Regions from separate parts of the Capsicum annuum genome. Here region 1 is linked to region 2. A link is a contact called in public Hi-C data. All regions are on one chromosome and are shown on one strand. Each heading gives the region's core, a stretch centred on a gene start, on an enhancer-like site or on the middle of the called end of the contact. The rest is flanking DNA. Distances are from core to core; before and after follow the strand shown. Region 1 overlaps LOC107863894 (putative F-box protein At2g02030). Region 2 overlaps LOC107863897 (phospholipid--sterol O-acyltransferase).

Region 1 (3,243 bases), core at 484-2,983, 330 kb after region 2:
TGATCATATGGGAGTGTTTGGGGTTGCAATGGTTTCACAAAAACTACTACTAGTCTTCAGAGTTCCCTTATTCCTTGTCATAAAAAACTGGCAATCTTGATGCCTGATAAGCTATCTTATTGCTCAAAGAAGATGTATTCTACTAGTATTTTAAGCCCTATGTCATTTCTCTAGTGTATGCTCTCTGGTAGACATGTTAGTGACTCGCCAAGATTTTAAAGCACCGGTGTTAGCTGAGGCTACAAGCTTAGAATTCAGAGGTGCTTCTTATGATGATTGTTTTGCTGTATTCCGTTTAGATTTCTGGAATCGTGTTGATTGGTGCTATAAATTGAAGCGTGCAAGTATATAGTTTGCTTACATTTATATTGTCCGACTCCAGACCATTTTTTCCCCTTTTGTTTTGGGTTTTTACATATTCTCAATTTCATGATGAACTCTTTTATGCGAATGCAAATAGCAAACAGGATGAATATAGTCAGACTTATGCAACCTTTATCTTTGGATGCTTCTTGCTAGTATCCTGTTCATGTTTTAATTCTGTATACTTAAAAATTAGATCTAATAATTGTGCCCTACATCATCTCTCTCCCTGCCTCTTGCTCTCTCTCTCTCTCTCACACACACACACATACACACACACACACACAAATTAGGTATATGATCCAATTTCTTCTTTAATGAAGTGTAAGGACAACTAGTTAAACAGTTGGTCTTCCTGGCTTATCCTTCTTCATTTATTGAGTAATTTTCAAATCTTTTTCAGTTAGCAAACTGTTGTGAAGCCATTTTCCACTTAAAGCTGCTCCTTGTCATTTTTTTTCTTTCACAATTTCCCATTGCAGTTCTCCTTGTAAAAAATGTAGTGACAAGGTAATTTTTTTTGTCTTTGGAGAGAAAAAGGCCAAGAAGGCGAGGTAAGGTGAGAATAGACAAGCATTAAGTAAGTACAAAAAAATGATGGGAGTTTTCTATGTGAAACTATCTGGTTGCTAAAATTTTTTGCTGGAAATTATTGTTGTAATTTTCATAAACCTGTGGCTCACCCTCACAAATACTAAGGGAATAACGAGGTACTGGCACCTGGCATGAAGCTTTTTCCTTCTAAAATGATTTTTTTTCGTTTTGGCTGCAGATTTCTTTTAGAGCTTTCTGATTTTAGTGGATTTACGTCATGAAAGACAGGTTGCCAAGAGGTAAAAAGTGGCTTAAGTTGGCATCTGTAGAAACAATCACGCTTGAACAGCTGAAACGATGTACAACATCAAGAGAAACAAAAGAAGAAATGGATGATAATTTAGAGACCAAGGGAAATTGGCTTCCTGATCACTTGCTTTTTAAGATTTTTCTTCTACTTCCAGCTGAGACTCTGTGTGGACTGCGTTGCGTATGCAAGTCGCTTCTCAACATGATCAACAGTCCAACTTTTGTTGAAGCTCACTTTCGTCAATCTGAGACAGTTCTAATTACTGAAAGTTCCGTTCACGAGGAAATCATACATTCAGATTTTCCACTACCTTCGAATAAGACTGAATGTTATTTCCATTTCTGGGACATCCTCAGCGGTAAAGGCCATAGAGTTTGTATGCCAGATAATTTGAGGAACATAGAGTGCATTTTGGCTGCCTGCAATGGTTTGGTCCTTGTCAAGATTAGGAATGGTGGAGGTCTAGTTGTTATAAATCCAAGTACGCGGAACCACATTAGAGTGCCCCTTGGAACGGTTGGCTTTGGGACCGAGTGCTATGGGTTCATGTTCAGCAATTTCACAGGTGCTTATAAAGTAGTACACTTGTTCCGTGAATCTAGAAACATTCGTTGTGAGATCCTGAACCTTACTACAAGATCATGGCATGCAGTGGATGGACCTAATTCAAAAGAATTTGTTTTGATCACTACTCGTAGATCTGTTTCAGCAGTTGGTGCTTTGTATTGGCTTCCACAGAGTGAGGGCTGTAAGCATGTTGTCTCCTTGGGATTTCATGATGAGAAATTCCTAACTATACCTCTACCAATCAGCAGCACCAAAAACGATAGACTTGTTGAGATTGGAGGCTCCCTGAGCTTTGTAACTCATGCCACATTGAATCTGATTCAGGTATGGATACTGAAGAGTGGGAATTGGTTAAAGAGATATAGCATCAATAGGTTATATGATATCACTGGATTTGTTCCCCTTTGTGCTTCGACGAAGGAAATAGTTTTCGAGAGAGAAGAAGGATATGCTTTGTTACATGTTTACAATTTTGAAGCTGAAGAAATGGAGGAGGTTAATTTTAAAGGCACCAAGAGAATTAAAGATCTTTATATGCCTCATGTAAAGTCCCTTGTTTCATGGGATAGTCCTCAACTTTAGTGGGATGTATAAATACTCAACCTGACCCTTTGTGGCGTTAAAACTTTGAAACTTATGACTTTAAGGATTGCAATTTTGAATTTCAAGTTACTCCAAGTTGAGAAAATATAATAATTAAAGCATAGTCAAAATTGACGAAATATTTGAAATTTAGCCACATCAAAATCAAACTTCACACCTTCAGGCAGAGTTTAGCTTTAGCAGTTTAAAACTCCACAACCACAAGCGAACATTTAAAAGCCAACGAGTTCATGTGAAAAGGACTGATGAATAACCTTAAGTTTAACAGACTTGGTACCAAAAGATACAGGTGCAAATATCCAGAATCGTTTTCTTCTACTTTTATCTCCTCTTATCTGTTTGGTTTCATAAAGTTGATACTCAATAATATCAAAAATTCACTGTTTTATAACAATGCAAGGGAAGAAGCCTTTTGCAATATCAATAACACAAAAAGCAACCAAATCTCATATAAAGCATCAAGAGATCAACTGTAAAAAGTAAATCACATTTGCTAAGCTATTGCTATGTATGTGCTCAAGTAAACAAGGTACAATCCAAAGACAAAAATTCAGTCGAATATCCAGTTTACAAGAAGGCCAGAAATAGCTGCAGGGACGCATTGGCTACCTACTCTTGCTTATTTCAAATGAGTAATTGAGCTCCAAGTGACATCTTTTATCATCATCCACAAACTGCAGAACATAAGAATCCATAGAAAAAAATTAATTCATCAACATCTTCACTCATCAATATGAATCGTAAATTGGACGAAAATTGCAAGACTGATAAAGAGGCCACAGAAGTACACAACCATAAAGTTGCCGAACATGCACATAATTCCTGGTACCAATAGTGCTAAAAGGACGGATACAAAAGTAAAACAG
Region 2 (3,219 bases), core at 543-3,042:
ATGATTTTTAAGGTGTGCTTCTTTCTTTGTTAGAAGGATAAAGAACAATTCTGCAGCTAATTATCCTATGGAAGCATAAATGAGAACCAAAATATGTGATAACAGGACCAAGACTTGCTAAAATGTACTTTGTGCTTCTACAAAAGGGATGATCACTTGTCCCCCATTACCTTGATATTTTGGAAGTACATTTACTGATTTACATAGCTCAGCTGATCAAGGCATGACCGACTTATTCCTTGAAGGGAGCAGAATAATGATGTTCATTTTATTTTATTATTTCATAAAAAATGTCATTTTATTTTAATACTTTTTCAAAAAGGACGGTCATTTTATTTAATAATGTATGATTTAGTGATGTTCTTGGTGCTTTAAACTTTAGTTTCGGGGGGCAAAAAGTGGGCAACTTTTTAAGTGAGTGTGTTGTGCTTTTGACTCCATTTGTTGGAGTTCGCTGGGTTTGTTGTTGTTGTAGTGCTGTGCCTTCCCTCGAGTAAATCCTATCTGATGCTCCTGACTTTCTTTCTGAGAGATGGAAGAAGTTATTGGCAACTATAGAATTGGGTTTCCTCCAAAATAAGAGCTTTCCAATTTCAAGAAGGGAGGAGAGAGGGGGGGGATCTTGTTCTTTGCTCTCCAAGTTTGAATATTCAAGAACCTTAGCATGGTGGTTTTGTTACGATAATTATTGCAAGGAAATGGGACTTGAGTCCCACATCAGTGTCTAATAGCGAACTACGTGGGGCTTATATAACGTTGGCTCTTCTACTTTAATAGCTAGCTTTTGGGGTGTGGTTCTCTAAAGGTTGTATCAAATTCATCACTCTCTAAAGCACCAGTGATAATCCTTTTGACATGGACATTTTGTTTTGCAGAAACAGTAGTACATTCCACACACATTAGAAGCAAGGCCAAACGATTCAGAGAGCAAAGACTGGATGTTCGTCGGGACAGCGTCGCACCCAACTTCGTCTGTGTATCATAAACTCGGAAGCATCTGGAGTTCTGGACCACCTGTACATCCAAATGAAAGAAATTTTGTATAGTATTAATTTAGCACAATAACATGTTCCACATCAGAATGTAATTACAGCATAGAGTCGAGATAGCTCTACTCATTTTAAGAGTGCTGATCATTTATATGCATGGTGTTTTTGATGCCAATAGTTCTGAAAATCTAGTCCATGTATTGAGACTTCACTGATTATTTATTCCATAACTCTGACTGCATCAGAAGTTTGATATCATGGATGCTAGTTCTTTACATAAAAGCATAACTAGGTATAGCTGTAATATAACCTCTTTTCTTAGACTAAAATCCTGAATCCTAAATCCTGGGAGAGTTTTTTCTATATATCCCTCAACTTGTTGCTTGTGTCCTATTAGTAATAAATCTAATCTTTTTTAAGAACTTCCTATCACTGCCGCTAATTCGTGGTGCAAACCTAAGTATTGGACTTCTTTGGCACTATCCCGATATAGAAAAAATATTATATTCTTTTCTGCCTCTAAATATTCTTGCTAAAATAAATAGTCTACATTAATCACCTTGACCAAATATTTAGCTTCTATTTAACACACGTAAAATGATCGCCCTAGCACTGCGATTATTGACCCATCGAATAAAAATTATGAAACCATCAATAAAAAGTAAATGTGATGTACTAGGTCCATTTGCATCCATTCTTAACCCTCTGGTTTGACCATTCCTCAGCCTTTTTAGCACAAACCAAAGACTACAAAGGTGATAACGAGTCATCTTGCATTGAACTCCTCATTAATTTAAATCCAACAACTTCATCATTTCTTTTGAATTTATATATATAGCTTTTAGAAGGGATACATTCTGCTCTTCCAACCAATAAACATTTGATCAGAGCCTATTCTCAAGAGTATTTTCTTAACAAAAATTCATTCTACGCCCTATCGGAGGCTTTAGAGACATTGACCATGTCTAAGTATGTATAGATATAAACCTAAGTATAAACAAGGAAGAAAGTACTCATCTACCATAAAAGACTAATACACGAGAACAATGCATTGAACATATCTTTCCTCAAACAATTTAGAATATGAATTTGATATAATTCAATAATTTTAAGACACTACTAAAAAAAAGGAGAAAATCGACCACAAGTGGTCGGTTTTCCCCAAATTCTGACCACAAAACCTACCAAACTGTGTGGTCGATAAACAATTGGTAGTTTTTTAAAAACCGACCACAATTGGTCGGTTTTTCAAAAAAATATATTTATTTTAAAAATTTATTATTATGTTTTTAAAATTTGGAAAAATAATTTTTTAAAAAATAAAAAAATAAAAACCGACCACAAGTGGTCAGTTTTCTAATAAATAAATTAATTAATTTAATATAAAATCGACCACTTTTCTATTAAATTAATTAATTTATTTAATAAAAAAACCAACCACAAGTGGTCGTTTTTTTTTTTAAAAAAACAACCACTTGTGGTAGATTCTGTTATTTTTTTTTTTTAAAATCAACAATTGTAAATGCTTTCAAAAGTGTACAACACAACAATAGTTTCAAAAGAGTACAAACTACAATATAATGTGTAAATTTAAAGAACAACAATAGTTTCAAAAGTGTTAACAACTACAACAATAGTTTCAAAAATGTACAAACTACAACGTAATATCTAAATTCAAAGTACAACACATACAAAAGTAAAAAAACTAAAAGTCATCATCATCGAATTTGTCCTCATCCTCGTCTTCCATATCCTCATCTGTGCTGATATCATCCAGGAGGTCAAGTCCTTTTGCAGCCCGAACAACATCACCAGGACACGGAGGAATAACCCCTGCAGTCTGAATGAAAGAGCTGAACTGCTCCTGCAACATCCTGATTTGTGATGAAGTTTCCTCCTCCCTTTTCTGCGACCTCTCTCTCTGTTCAACAAGTTCTTCAGCGAGTTTAGAAATCGTACTTTCTAGTCTTTCAATGGTTTCTCTATCAACTGAAGTGCTAAAGTATGCAAGGCCGAAAGAACACCTAATATTGTCGCCAAAAAAATTATTGTGGTATCCGTAGTAATGGCCTCTAACTGCAGGACCCACAACTTTTCCCCATAACTCCTCCTCTACATGTTGGGGTAGTGGGTCACCCTGAGTTTCAGGAGGCTGAGTACTACGATACTCACTAAGGAGTTGCCTATATTTGTCCTATATTAATTCAAAGTAAAGTTAAAATTAAAAGTA

The links. Hi-C and Micro-C count contacts between places; a contact is called where the count stands out from the background.
Region 1: a contact with region 2 is called in a Hi-C map of leaf, with 5 times the contacts expected there. The contact joins two enhancer-like sites. A contact is called at or near these places in 2 of 5 Hi-C or Micro-C datasets (leaf and placenta).

Annotation. Positions count from the first base shown.
Region 1 is chr3:41,850,923-41,854,165 of UCD10Xv1.1, forward strand. It overlaps LOC107863894 (putative F-box protein At2g02030), which reads left to right. Exons shown (of 3, transcript XM_016710082.2): 3 at 1,136-2,442. The coding sequence starts at 1,175. The coding sequence ends at 2,356. It overlaps LOC107863892 (rho GDP-dissociation inhibitor 1-like), which reads right to left. Exons shown (of 5, transcript XM_047409313.1): 5 at 2,802-3,051. The coding sequence ends at 2,983. Among protein-coding and RNA genes, the nearest start is that of LOC107863894, 5.4 kb to the left of the region's middle. Within about 2 kb of position 1,734, at least 1 of the 5 cell types and tissues checked has an H3K27ac peak or open chromatin away from gene starts, as enhancers often do. A contact at or near this core is called in leaf, where this site is marked.
Region 2 is chr3:41,521,324-41,524,542 of UCD10Xv1.1, forward strand. It overlaps LOC107863897 (phospholipid--sterol O-acyltransferase), which reads left to right. Exons shown (of 16, transcript XM_047409309.1): 15 at 1-12; 16 at 876-1,247. The coding sequence ends at 4. Among protein-coding and RNA genes, the nearest start is that of LOC107863897, 51 kb to the left of the region's middle. Within about 2 kb of position 1,793, at least 2 of the 5 cell types and tissues checked have an H3K27ac peak or open chromatin away from gene starts, as enhancers often do. A contact at or near this core is called in leaf, where this site is marked.